Regions from separate parts of the Sus scrofa genome. Here region 2 is linked to region 1. The links are chromatin contacts, called in public HiChIP or PLAC-seq maps. All regions are on one chromosome and are shown on one strand. The core of a region is the stretch at or near the end of the contact, and the rest is flanking DNA. Distances in the headings are between cores, read along the strand shown. Region 1 holds the start of HNRNPA0 (heterogeneous nuclear ribonucleoprotein A0). Region 2 holds the start of CDC23 (cell division cycle 23).

Region 1 (7,433 bases), core at 2,238-4,737:
TTGTCAAAGTGACTGCTTAGCCTTAACTCATCAAGCAATCTTGAAACCTCTCTATCTCTTGAAAGGAGAGCCCTAGCACTGGGTGTGTGTGTGGGGGGGGGAGATTAGCAAGAATTAAATCTTAATATAGTGACAAGAACTAAGAGAAAAAGGGTCAATATACTCCTTTACTTTTTAAAGCTCAATAATCTCCCTTCAGAAAGCTTAATACATATAGCTTTGGGCTTTCAATGCAAAATTCCAAGTATTTTACCGTAACATTAAATCAAATGTAGGTACTAGAATAATAGGTACTTAGAACACACCCACCAGGTTATACATACTCTCACTCGATCATGTAAAGAAATGAATTCTTTATTTGCGATATCCATAAACGTTGCTATTCTATATTTCTATCCAGGAAGGCAATTTTCTCCTATATCATTGTTTTGTTTTGCTTTTTATAAACAACAACTTGAATTCTATTGCATGAAAGGGCTACAAATATACATTTGTTAACCAAGCAGAATACACAGATGTTTTGCTTTACAACTTGCACCTAAGTAAGATACCAGTACACATAGCTGGTTCATTAGTTGTCATAGCAATTTGGGGCCACTGCCCAAGCTATGCATAGCAGTTTACATTTTCAAATCTCATGTAGAAAGGGCAATTGTGATATGGACTGATAACTACATTCCTGGAAAGCCCATCTTAGTTACAAGTAAATACATAACCAAAGTCTGCACAGATCTTCGATGGCAAAACTTCTAAATCTGATGCAACTGTCCTTGTTAAACAAGTTTTTAAACAAATTGTTTTGCAGATATACTGCCATTCTGCCAGTAGATGGTGCTACAAAGGTTGGGGGAAGGATTTCCATGAGGACATTTCAGCTATAGGAAAAAAAAAAACATTTAAACCTGCTCTGAAAATACAAAAATGCATTTAGTTGAGGGTAAAATAGAACCCTTATTTGTAACCATTCATTACAGACAAACCAGTAAAAGGGATGAATCTAGGCCATCTGAAAATTCTCAACAGTTTATATGAATGAAAACACATGCTTAACACAAACTATTTAGAACTACACAGTACATACTTTGAAGTAAATTCTCATAGAAAGAAGTAACCAACCATGTCAAGATGATAAGCAAATCGCTTAGTACAAGAGATGGATGCAGAGAAACTTTAAAGATTTTAAAAAGCCACATCCACCACTTCAAAAGTTTTGCCTGTAAGGGATAAAATTCAACACGTCACTAGCAGTGTAACAGGAAGGAAAAAAAACCCACAGGACCTTTTAAAAGTTTCTCTAAGTACACATCAAGAATTAAGAATTAACACGAAAAATTTTCAACATCCCTTAAAACGGTACGGAATGGATCCTAGGAAAAAAATGTTAGACATGTACGGTCAAACACAATGATTTATTAAAAATAAAACGTAAAAATGATTTTTGTACATATGCTTCCAAATTTCGGGCATGGGATCCAAGTAGATTTCATAGAAAACGCTGTAGCCAGGTATCAAGTCCTTACAACAAAGTAAACTACCCCCCCAACCCCCGCCCAGGTTTTGCTACAGAATCAGCAAGTTCACTCCCTCCCCCCCAAAAAAACACAAATTAAAACAAGACATTTTGCTAGTATAAAAACGACCAAGGTCCAAGTAATAATAAAAAAATAGAGTCCATCAATGACTGTAACACAAAAATGTGTATGTGGGGCCAAGTCCATCTTCAAAGGGAGAGACGAGAGGTGGCAGGCAAATAGGGCAACACCCCCACGGGTAAGCAGCCATACGAGTGGCTCCCCACCAAGGGCAAAATAAGGAAGGTGCTGGGAGGGGAAGGAACTTAGGAGTTGACCCTACTTGGGTGGTTGAAAGAGCTACCCCCATATCCACTCCCACACGTTTAAAATTTTTTAGAAGGAGCTGCCTCCATAGCCACCCCCACCGCCATAGCCGCCTCTGTAAGGTCCACTGTTACTGCGACCGCCCCAGCTGCTGCCTCCGCCGCCGCCGCCGCCGCTCTTCATGGGCCCATAGGAGGACTGGTGCTGGCTGTAGCTGCCGAAGCCGCCGAAGCCGTTACCGTAGTCGCTTCCACCGTAGGACGAGCCGCCGCCGCCGCCTCCGTAGGCGTTGTAGCCGCCGCCGCCGCCGTAACCCCCGTAGCTGTTGTAACCGCCGCCACCGCCCTTAGACAGGCCGTTCTGGTCACGACCGCCGCCGCGACCCCGGCCGCCACGGCCGCCCCGCGAGGACCGCGAGCCGCCTCCGCCCCCACCGGAGTGGATATCCTCCTTGGGGACAGCCTTTTTCACCTCCACGCGATGGCCCTGGATCGGATGGAACTTCACCACCGCGGCCTTATCTGCCGCGTCGTGATTCTGAAAATAGACGAAGCCGAAGCCCCGCTTCTTGCCCGACTGCTTGTCGGCAATAATCTCGGCCTTTTCCACGGTGCCAAACTGCGAGAAGTGCTCGATCAGGTCGCCCTCGGCCACGTCTCCCTTAAGGCCCCCGACAAAGAGCTTCTTCACCTTGGCGTGAGCACCGGGCCGCGCCGAATCCTCCCGGGACACCGCCCGCTTCAGCTCCACCGTGTTGCCGTCCACGGCATGGGGCGAGGCAGCCATGGCGGCATCGGCCTCCTCCACATTGGAGTAGGTCACGAAGCCGAAGCAACGGGAGCGCTTGGTCTGGGGGTTCACCACCACCACGCAGTCTGTCAGGGTCCCAAAGGCCTCAAAGTGGCCGCGCAGGCCCGACTCACTCGTCTGCACGTTGAGGCCGCCTATGAACAGCTTACACAACTGGGAATTCTCCATCTCCACGGCCCGGGCCTTCCCCCCGCCCTGCGAGCTCCGAGGTTTCGCCGTCGCCGTTATCGTTGGCTAAGGCCTCTTCACAGCTTGGGCCCAGCCGTTGCTGGAGCCGCCCCCGCCGGCCACCGACGGGGAAGGGAAGAAGGGGAGGGAAGGGAAAGAGGAAGAGAGGAAGGGGGAGGGAAGGGGAGAGGTGCCGGTTAGAGGGCGAGCGGAGGAGACTGGAAGACAACCGAGACCGCCGCTACCGCCGCCACTACCTCCGCTCCCCTATCTGGGCACCACACAAAGAGGCCGCTGAACGCGCGCGCACCCTCCCCGAGGCGTGCGTCACCGCCGACGTACGGCAGCCCAGGGCTGCTCGCCAATCCCCGCCTCGCACTCATTAGTCCCGCCTACCGTACCGCAGCGCCGCTCTTGATCACTGACTCCCCGCCCTCCGCGGTCTATTCAAGCCCTCGGCCTGTGCTGCTGCCGCCGCCGCCTCTACCTCCCGCTTTCACTCTCGGGATCCCCAGTGCGCCCTGACTACGGACTCTCGCTGCCCTTCGCGAACGTCCGTGATTCATTCGTTCCCTGCTCCGCGGCTGTTCCCAGTGATTTTTCCCCCTCCCCTTGCCGTATCCCCTCGCCCAACTCCGCAGTGGCGTTCGCGCCAGCCCCTTGAGAGACGTGTCGGTTCAGCCAATCACCGCGACCCGCTCGCACTCACTTCCGTTTTCGGCAGCCGCCGGATGGGCGCGCTCCCCAATGCGCGCTGGCCCCCGCGCTCCCCGTGTGCGGAGTTTGCTTGCAACCCCCACGCCTCCTCCCGCCTTGGACCTGCCACGGCGGGTGGGGGGCGGGAGGGTTGATCGGGGACGCGCTGGGGGCTGTTCCCAACGGATGCCACCTGGGGCGGCACGCGCGGGCTTTTTGAAAACTTGACTGTTGGGGTTGGGGGCCTGGTTTTACCCGCCCGATTTCGCCTGGCCGCTACACCTGGCGTCCTCGCCCCTCCCGTCCGCACAAAGATGGAGGGGAGAGGCCTAGTTGGGGAAGGCGGTTATTAACCGTTTCTAGGGGCCCCAGGCGCGATGAGACTAAAACACTGGCACGTGGCCCTGCGGGAAGGCGAGCCCGAGGCCGAGGACAGCGGCAGGCCGAAAACACTTCAGACTTTCCTACCGAGGCGCAGCGCGAGACCCCCGCCACCCTGAGGCCCTCCGTGAGGCCGTCCCGCGACGCCCCTCAGCCTACCTTCACGCACTCCTCCGTCAGCGGACATGTTCATTTTAGCCCAGTGTACACATCATCTTAATGTTTACGTCTTCTCTGCGTGCTTCCTTCCCAACTGAATCGTTAGCATTTTAAAGACGTTTTCAGTGGGACTGGGAGCGGAGGGAGAAACACATGCACACTGCGTAAAAGTATGCACCCTGGAAAACTGCCTTCAGGGCTCAGATGGGAATGCAAGAAAGTTAGAATGGCTCCCATTTATTGACCCTTTAGTGTGCCAACAAGATACGAGCAGTGGGACACAGTGTAAGACTAATTATATGATCAAGAACCCCAAACCATGTGGCTAATAAGAACAGGAATTCCTTACTGTATCCTGGAAAGGGATGTATTCAGGAATGATTTGTTAAAAGAGGTACAAGTTGCACTGGATCACAGAGTGAAGGGCTGGATAAGATTTCTATAGGGAGTTTATCTCAACAAAATCTGGAGGAAAGTTATAAGATACATATGCTCCCAGGGGCAGTTTAACTGGATCAGGTTTCTGATAGAAAAGTAAGATAGGCTGAGGGTCTTGATATTAGGGAATGTCTTGAAATTTAAAGAATATGAATATTATTAAAGGCATATAGATAGGCTGCAAAGTCTGAGGGCAAACTATAGCCTGGTTCTACCACCTATTAACCACTGAGTTGTGTGACTTTGGCCAAGTCACCTAACCTTTTAAAAATTAAATTGAGTTTTAATATCTCAAAATCAGAACATAAAACACCTAGCCAGTATGGTAAAATTTAAATGGGATTCTGCATGTAATGCAAAGCATAATGCCTGACACATAGTAAGTGCTCAATTTATCCAATAAATACCGAATGATGGGAATACTGTAGTAAACAACAGGCAAAAATCTCTCCTCGGGGAGCTTACATTCTTGTGGGGAGAAGCTGACAGTAAATAAGAATTATATACAGCATGTTAGATATTGGTAAGTGTCACTGAAAAAAATAAAAGAGAAAGATAATAAGAAACTATCATTACAAAACACAATTCAGATTATGTCAGGATTTGCTAACTGATTGATGATTAAAAAAAAAAAAAGGAAAATAGAAGCATTCCGGAGTTCCCACTGTGGCTCAGTTGGGTTAAGAACCCAGCATACTGTCTGCGAGGATGCCACTTTGATCCCTGGTCTCGCTTAGTGGGTTAAGGATCAGGCTGCAACACAGGTCACACATGTGGCTCAGATCTGGCTTTGCTGTGGCTGGGATATTGATGGGGCACTATTTTGGGGGATGCCCAAGACTATATAACTCAGATGAGAGACTGGACCTGGAGAAATTTATTTATTTCTTTATTGTTTTTTTGGGTCCACACCTGCAGCATATGGAAGTTCACAGGCTAGGGGTCTAATTGGAGCTGTAACCACTGACCTACGCCACAGCCACAGCAATGCCAGAGCCCTAACCCACTGAATGACGCCAGGGATCGAATTTGAATCTTCATGGATACTAGTTGGGTTCATTAACCACTGAGCCATGACAGAAACTCCCTGGAGAAATTTATTCTAGAACCATCCAAAGAAATGTGAAAGCGGTACAAGATGAATTTCTGAAAGAAAAGGAATAAGACCATAATTTATTTTTCCATCTAAGCTGTAAATTCTGAAGTAACAGTTTCTCCTATATTGGTTTAAGACAGAAGTTCCCGCTGAGATGTAGGCAGCAGATATGGCTCAGATCCCGAGCTGCTGTGGCTGTGGTGTAGGCCAGCAGCTGTAGCTCCGATTTGACCCCTAGCCTAGGAACTTCCATATGGCATAGATGTGGCCCTAAAAAATAATAATAATAATCCTTCACACCCCATTACTGAGGATTGAGTACTGGCTTGCTATTGACTAGGAAAACTTCATAGCCGCATGTGTCTAGCACAAGCTTACATACAGGAACAGGGTAGCAATGACAGGAGACAACACAAGCACATCTGAGAGACATTTAGAAAGCTGGGATAAATGCAAGGTAAGTAGGATGTTAGATTCTTTTTGTAAATTAGATGGGTTAAGATAGGGACCATGAATAAGGAATGTTTTATAAACACTTAAATGATTCTGTCAACTTCCTACCCCTCAGATCATTCAGGGAGAAAATTTTTTTTCCTGCTTGACCTTTTAGATCACTGCCTGAGTATGCTTCTTGGCTTTACCTGCTTACAGGTATCTCAGCCATCCAAAACAAAAATGTTTAAAAACAGAACTGAAATTTAGACAGCCTTTGCTTTCCATTCCTCCTACAAGCTTTATTAGAAAAACCTAATTGAATATGGTGGTTAGGACATATTTTACTCTATCTAATTATACCTAGAAAAAGAAAACTAGAGAAAAGAAAAGAATGAGCTGAGGAAGAAAGGGGAAACTGGCCAGCTATATTTTCAGACAGTAACAACTCGGCCTTTTTTTTTTTTTTTAAGTCAACTTTTTATTATACTCAAGAGTTTCTTTTTTGTAGTTAGAGTTCTGTTATGGCCTGAATTATGTCTCTATCCTCCCCCACCCCAAATCCATACTTTGAAGCCTTAGCCCCCAGTACTTGTGAATAGAACTATAATTGAAGATAAGGTCTTTAAAGAGGTGATTAATTTAAAATGAGGCCCATAGGATACAGCCGTAATCCAGCACTGTTTTAGTGTCCTTATGAGAGGAAGAGCAAGTTCCCTAGTGGCTCAGCGGCTTAAGGACCCATTGTCACTGCTATGGCATGACTTTGATCCCTGGCCTGGGAACTTCTGCATTCTGTGGGCACAACCAAAACAAACAAACAAACAAAGAAGAAGGGACACCAAGGGCATATGTACATGCACAAAGGAATGACGATGTGAAGGGCAGCAAGAAGGTGGTCATCTGCAAGCCAAGGAGAAGGTATCAGAACAACTCAAGCCCGCTAACACCTTGATCTTGAACCTCCAGCCTTCAAAATTGGGATAAAATTAATTTCTGTTGTTTAAACTACCTATTCTTTGTTATTTTGTTATGGCAGTCCTAGCAAACCAATACATGTTCCATTTTTATTTACTCAAGGTATCTTCCAAAAGGGCACTCTGCCATTTGTCATGAGGTACAAATGAATCCAACCAGTATGCATGAGGATGCAGGTTCGATCCCTGGCCTCACTCAGTGGGTTAAGGATCTGGCATTGCTGTGAGCCGTGGTGTAGGCTGGCAGCTATAGCTTCGATTTGACCCCTAGCCTGGGAACCTCCACATGCCATGGGTGTGGCCCTAAAAAGACAAAAAAAAAAAAAAAAAAAAAAAAGAAAAGAAAAGAAAGAAAATGTGCCTGATGTTATTGCAACACTCTAACCCTCCTGCCAGCCCACCCATTCAGGACTGCCTGGCATCTCAGACCCACCCCAC
Region 2 (7,433 bases), core at 3,697-6,196, 450 kb after region 1:
AGCTCCTGATTTGACCCCTACCCTAGGAACCTCCATATGCCATAGATGTGGCCCTAAAAAAAAAAGACAAAAAAAGATTTAAAAATCAGGAGTTCCCATCATGGCTCAGTGGTAATGAACCCAACTAGTATCCATGAGGACAAGGGTTTGATCCCGGGCCTCACTTAGTGGGTTAAGGATCCGGTGTTGCCATGAGCTGTGGTATAGGTCGCAGATAAGGCTTGGATCTGGTGTTGCTGTGGCTTTGAAACCTAGCCCAGGAACTTCCATATGCCTCGGGGGCAGCCCTAAAAAGACAAAAAAAAAAGAAAAGTCAGAAGCCCTGGAGTTCTCTGGTAGCTCAGCAGGTTAATGATCCAGCGTTGTCACTGCTGTGGCTCGGGTCACTGCTGTGGCTAGAGTTTGATCCCTGGCCCTAGAACTTTCACATGCCTCAAGCACAGAAAAAAAAAAAAGAAAAATTTGGAGTTCCCGTCATAGCGCAGTGGTTAACGAATCCGACTAGGAACCATGAGATTGCGGGTTCGGTCCCTGCCCTTGCTCAGTGGGTTAACGATCCGGCGTTGCCGTCAGTTGTGGTGTAGGTTGCAGACGCAGCTCAGATCCAGCATTGCTGTGGCTCTGGCGTAGGCCGGTGGCTACAGCTCTGATTCGACCCCTAGCCTGGGAACCTCCATACGCTGCGGGAGTGGCCCAAAGAAATAGCAAAAAGACCAAAAAAAAAAAGAAAAGAAAAATTTGAAGCCTCAACTAAATATGGAAATATTCAGATTCAAGGTGCAGGAAACAGGGTAGGGCTAGGGAAGAAAGCCCCGGACAACAGCAGGCCCATATTCCCACAAGGCAGCCTTCAGAGGGAACCAGGTGACAACAGACAGTTGTGCTCTACAATTTGCAGACTCTAACTAAGCTCACTTCCCACATTTATAATACCTGCCTGGGTCCTATAGGCATTTGAGTTTGCAACCCCTGCTTTAGTCTAGAGGTAAGAGAAAGAAATTCATACCTAGGCTGTCAACTGTTTCATCATCCTTCTTCTTTTCCCCAGACTGTAAGAGAAATCAATAAATAGGTCTTTTTTTAGTTTATTCTGAAACCCGTTCTAAAACTAGCGGTCTGATTCGACCTCAAGGGCCCAAGTCCAACCGAAATGATATCTGTGGGAGTTTTCTTGTGATGCAGTGGGTTAAGGATTCAACATTTGCTATTGATCACTAATTTTTTTTTTCTTTTTAGCAGCTACAGGCCTACACCACAGCCACTACAACACTAGATCTGAGCTGTGTCTGTGACCTACACCGCAGCTCTCAGTAACACTGGATCCTTAACCCACTGAAAAGGCCAGGGATCGAACCCACATCTCAAGGATACTAGGTGGGTTCTTATCGCACTGAGCCAAAACAGGAACTCCTATTGACCACTAATTTTAAACAACTATTTAGGGCTCCCACTGGTCAAATCTGGAGTAATTTGAGTACCAAAATGATAAATATAGTAATGAATGCAAAAATACAGGAATCCTTAAGTTCATACTGATAATAGATAAATATATCAATAAAAGAAAGAGAAGACAAGCTCCTGCTTAGGGTAGAATTTACTGCTCAAAGGACTGCAGGAATGCTAAATCATTCTACAACATTATAATAAGAACACTTCAGGAAAAAATTAACAATGAATTTCTTAACTAATGGATATTAAGAAATGGTTATTGACATTGTTTTGGCTATTACAAAAAATACATCAATGAACAGCCCTGTACATATATCCTTGTGCATACATTGACATATTTCTATTGGAGTGAGCTCCCATTGCGGCTCAGTGGAAACAAATCCGACTAGTATCCATGAGGACACGGGTTCGATCCCTGGCCTCCCTCAGTGGGTTAAGGATCAGATGTTGCTGTGAGCTGTGGTGTAGGTCTCAGATGCAACTTGGATCCTGTGTTGCTGTGGCTGTAGTGTAGGCCAGTAGGTGTAGCTCCAATTTGACCCCTAGCCTGGGAACTTCCATATGCTGCGGGTGTGGCCCTAAAAAGACAACAACAACAACAAAAATTAAGAAGAATTGTTTGGAGTTCCCACTATGAGTTAAGGATCTGACCGCTGCTGCAGCGCCTTTGGTCAAAAGTGAAGGCCTGGGTTTGATCCCTGGCGCAGAGGATTAAGGATCTGGCATTGCCACAGCTGTGATGTAGGTGACAGCTGTGGCATAGGTTGCAGCTCTGGCTTGAATTCAATCCCTGGCCTAGGAACTTCTACATGCCAAGAGTGTAGCTAAAAAAGAAAAAAAAAAGAATTATTTGGTCATGGTATTTCAAATTAACATAATCTGCCAAAATTGACTTCTAAAATGGCTGTATGAACTTCTATTCCTGAAACAGAGGGTCTTTTGCCCCACAACTCTGTCAATAAAGAATATCCTCATTATTTTTATATTTTTTCATACCATCATTGTTTTTTTACTTTTCTTATGATATTTTCTTTATTATTGTTAAATATTTATAAAGTACCTTCACCAAGTAGACTACTGCTAAGCTATTTAAAAGATTAAACATTTTCCACTCAGGTAACAAATGTGAATGCTTCCCTAATAACAGAATGACATCTTAAAACGGCCCTCACCAGGTATCTAGAATACATGTACAGGAAATAGGCTTTCTTGCTATTGCAGCCATGTAGGAAATGTGCTGCCCGATCATATTCTTTAACATCAAAGTAGGCCTTGGCTAGAGTGTAAGCATCCATATCCTGGGCATCCTCCTAAAAAAGAGACAAGTTTATGTAATTGGTTGAGAACAGGACAACAAAAGTTCAATTCCAAGAAGCATATTCATTAATTTCAAGATGTAAGAAAAAATTATTTTCTTCCTTCCCAAAACCTGATATTATTTATTTATTTATCAAGTAAGGTCACAGAAATTTTTTTTCTTTCAAAATAAAAAGTGGGCGAGTTCCCATTGTGCCTCAGTGGTTAAAGAATCCGACTAGGAACCATGAGGTTGCAGGTTCGATCCCTGGCCTTGCTCAGTGAGCTAAGGATCTGGCGTTGCCCTGAGCTGTGGTGTAGGTCGCAGACGTAGCTCAGATCCCGAGTTGCTGTGGCTGTGATGTAGGCCAGCAGCTACAGCTCCAATTCGACCCCTAGCCTGGGAACCTCCATATGCCGCGGGAGCGGCCCAAAGAAATAGCAAAAAGACAAAAAATAAATAAATAATATATAAATAAAATAAAAATAAAAAGTGTGGGGGGGACTTCCTGTTGCAGCTCAGCAGGTTAAGAACCTAACTAGAATCCATGAGGATGTGGATTTGATCCCTGGCCTTGCCCAGTGGGTTAAGGATCCAACATTGCCACAAGCTGCTCTGTAGTTTGCAGAAGTGGCTCAGATCTGGTGTTGCTGTGGCTGGAGTGTAGGCCTGCGGCTGCAGCTCAGATTCCACCCCTAGCCCAGGAACTTAAATATGCTGCAGGTGCAGCCATAAAAGGGGGAAAAAAAAAGACATAGTAGAGAAGTTAAGTTAAACTTAACTTCACAGAGTATTCACTTGTCTGTAAAATGAGCAAGTAATACAGATTTGATATGAGGAAAAAGTGAAAACGTCATGAAAAATGTCAAGCATTAATACTGGCATTCCCTTCCTTCTCTAGGCTTTTAAATTTCCACAAAAATACAATATATTGTGCAGTTACTTATAATTTTTGTACTTGGATAAAGTTTTAACATGTTAGTATTGCAAAAGCAAATTCTCTATTTAAAAAAAAAATGAAATGATGCACATTTAAGGTAAAAACATACAATCCCCATGAATTCTAGGGATAAGCTGATCAAAATTTTAATAATTTCATTCTCCTCATCCTCCTTGCGCATGTATTACCAGCATGAAACTGGAACCAAAATGTATCCAATGTTTTTGTCACTGGATGATCATGTGTCCTAAATATGGCCATTTCAGCTTAGGATTCTAGTGGCCCTTTTCACACCTATTCATCATTTGCTTATTTCTTCTCCTGCCCCTCTGACCTCCAAATACCTTTTGGATTAAATATTTCTTGTTTTTACGTGTAAAGGGTGTGTCAAAAAAACGGCAGCTTCAGGAAAAACAAAATGGATTATGATGAAAATCTTTCAGACTATTGAGACTATGTAAACGTATGCTGTATATAGTACCTAAAATGTATTCCTCATTTAAATCTCTCAATATCCCTGTAAAGTAAATACTATTATCTGCATTTCACAGATAAGGTATCTTTGTCTCAGGAGGTTAGTAAGTTGTCAAAAGTTACTACTATGGCTGATATTTGAACCTAGAGCTGTCTGAATCCAAAGCTGGTTTCGCACTGTTGTAAAAACCTCTGATTCTTCTCCTTGTTGGGCTCTGAAACCTAAAAGGCTGGAATCTTAAGCAAGGATTGTTTACTAACTCTCTCCAGCTTAACTAAGGACACTACTAAGTCTTTAAAGCTTAGCTAAAACATTTAGATAAAATAGCTTAAAACACTTAGCTCTTTAAAAGCTTGAATTCCCTCTACCCAACATTCCTGCCAGGCAGTATGTTCCCAACTGGTGACAAGGCACTCAGGATCTCTTCTGATGATGGGGAGGACCCGCTAAGATGTCCTTACCTCTGTAATAGGCGGCGGCGGCTGCAGCTCGGACAGAGGCAACGCTGGAAGGGAGAAGGCCAACTCCGCTGACCTGGAACATCCAACCAAATTGAATCAGCTCGAGCTCCCCAAGGCCAAGGATGCCAAGCCCGGTCCTCCCCGGACCCCGACCTCTCACCATTTGCTACTGTGCAGTAGGCCCCGCTCGCGGGTAAGGCCCGCGATAAGTAGCAGCTGCTTTTTAATTTCTCGCAAATTTGAGAAATCGCCACTCGATGACAGGACCGGCATTACAGCAGTCACTGGGACTACAGAGGGGCTCGCAGCCATTTTTGGGTTTCAGCCACTCCAGCCAATCACCAGCGACAATACTAGCTGCCCCGGTTCACCAAAAAGTCCGCACGTTATTGGCGAACTCTGGCTCCGGAGAGACCAATCACAAGTCGCCCTCCTCCTAGCCTCTCTAAGAGGCCTGGAGAGATGAGACAAATTTATTCTCCGATTGGCCAAGAACTTCTAGGGCGGGAAAGTCAGATCAAGAAAGAGGGGTGAAAGCCAGGATTTCTAGGCGGGGCAGAAAGGAATGAGTGACTAGGAAAAGTGGACTGGGAAGCGCGGTTTGGGAGTAGGGGCCAAGAAAGTGCAGAAAGGACAGAGCCCTGCACCTTAAGAGTGACGTGACTGAACGAAAGATGGAATGTACTTAGTGGGCATGCAAAGTGATGTATGTATCTAGCAAAGATAACTGGTAGCCTACAGATTTTTCCTTAAGGAAGTAGGCCGCAGGTGGAGACTTCTTCCTCTTTATCCACCCTCTTCCTTAACCCAGAAGTGGGGAAGATAACTAACATGTATTGAGGGTTTACCTTGTGACAGGTTCTGTACTTCTACAAAATCTGGTTTGACCATTAAAACAGACTTATGATATTGTATCATCCCAATTGTTTGTTTTTTGGGGTTTTTTGTTTTGGTTTGGTTTTCGGTTTGGGTTTTTTGTTTTGTTTTTGTTTTGTTTTGTTTTGTTTGGCTTTTTAGGGCCGCACTCGCTGCATATGGAGGTTCCCAGGCTAGGGGTAGAATTGGAGCTGCAGCTGCCAGCCTACATCACAGTCCCAGCAACGCCAGATCCGAGCCACCTCTGCAATCTACACCACAGCTCAGGGAAGGCATCACCGGATCCTTAACCCACTGAGCGAGGCCAGGGAGCGAACACACAACCTCATAGTTCCTATTCGGATTCGTTTCCACTGTGCCACGACGGGTACTCCCGCAATTTTACAGATGAAAGAATTGAAAGTTTAGAGAGTTCAGATCATTTTCCCAAGGAGAGCATCTAGATTATAACCCAGCTCTGACTCAAAAACCCATGGTTCTTAAACATTACATAAACATTTTTAATCTTGTGTTGTTTTTCACCCTTTCATAGTATCCCTGGGAACGTTTTAAGCCACTTTTGTCATTCTTTGGGTGTTAAATAGAAGTGATTTTAGGTAAAGAATGTTGTTTAGATTAACATCTATTATTAAAGATTGTTTCATAAAGTCAACTTTATTGCACCATACTATGCAGTATATGAAGGCAAAATACTAATTTTTTTCCTGTTTCACAAGTGATACACATTTTATATTTGTTTTAAACTTATAATTTAAAGGGGGTAGGATAAATTAGGAGTTTGGGGTTAACATACACACATTGCTATATATCAAATTGCTAACTGGAGTTCCCAAGTGGCCTGTTGGTTAAGGATCCTGCATTGTCATTCCTGTGGCATGAGTTGGATCCCTGGTCTGAGAATTTGGCATCCTTGGCATGCTGCAGGTGCAGCCAAAAATAAAATAATCAACAAGGACATACTGTACAGCACAGGGAACTCTACTCAATATTCTGTAATAATCTACATGGGGAAAGAATCTGAAAAAGAATAAATGTTGTATATGTATAACTTTGCTGTTTACCTGAAACTACCACAACATTGTAAATCAACTACACTCCAACATAAAATAAAAATAAATTTAAAAAAAGAAAAAAATTATTCAGCACTCATATCAGCTATAAAGTAGCTTTTGTGGCTCAACCGGATCAGCAGTGTCTCTGGAGCACCAGAACCCAGGTTTGATCCCCAGCCTGGCACAGTGGGTTAAGAATCCAGCATTGCCACAGTTGTGGCATAGGCAGCAACTGCCCCCTGGAATCTGATCCCTCACCAGGAAACTTCCATATGCTGTGGGGCAGCCAAAAAAAAAAACATAAAATGAGATACATCTAAGAGTTCCCGTGTTAAGGATCTCGTGTCTCCATAGCTCTGGTATAGGTCTCAGCTGCAGCTCAGATTCCATCCCTGGCCCAGGAATTTCCATATGCTGCTGGCGTAGCCAAAAAGATGAGTGAAAAAAAAAATTAAATAAGTAAATAAATGAAATAAGATACATCTTGACTATCAAAAAAACTATTTAGAGAGAAGATGATCTGTGTTTCTTAACTCAGGAGTTATATTTTTAATTTATCCTTTCAGAACTTCAAGTGGTATATACTGTTTACAGGGTTGGGTTTGTGTGTGTGTGTGTGTGTGTGTGTGTGTGTGTGTGTGTGTTTTGTCTTTTGTCTTTTTAGGGCCATACCCGCAGCATATGGAGGTTCCCAGGCTAGGGGTCTAATCGGAGCAGCAGCTGTCAGACTAAGCCACAGCCACAGCAACCCAGGATCCAAGCCACATCTGCAACCTACACCACAGCTCATGTCAATGACAGATCTTTAACCCACTGAGCAAGGCCAGGGATTGAACCTGTGTCCTCATGGAGTCCAGTCAGATTGGTTTCCTCTGAGCTACGA

Evidence for each region. HiChIP or PLAC-seq counts read pairs in DNA pulled down with a chosen protein or histone mark.
Region 2: an H3K27ac HiChIP or PLAC-seq map of skeletal muscle shows a contact between it and region 1, with 3 times the contacts expected there. The contact joins the promoter of CDC23 here to the promoter of HNRNPA0 in region 1. A contact is called at or near these places in 1 of 47 Hi-C or Micro-C datasets (heart right ventricle) and 1 of 2 datasets of contacts at active chromatin or transcription factors (skeletal muscle).

What each region holds. Positions count from the first base shown.
Region 1 is chr2:139,779,529-139,786,961 of Sscrofa11.1, forward strand. It overlaps HNRNPA0 (heterogeneous nuclear ribonucleoprotein A0), which reads right to left and starts at 3,488. Exons shown (of 1, transcript XM_003123970.5): 1 at 337-3,488. The coding sequence starts at 2,816. The coding sequence ends at 1,908. The region is part of intron 1 of KLHL3 (kelch-like protein 3); the gene reads right to left.
Region 2 is chr2:140,225,829-140,233,261 of Sscrofa11.1, forward strand. CDC23 (cell division cycle 23) reads right to left here and starts at 4,947. Exons shown (of 16, transcript NM_001267826.1): 1 at 4,783-4,947; 2 at 4,623-4,695; 3 at 2,622-2,759; 4 at 1,007-1,049. The coding sequence starts at 4,934.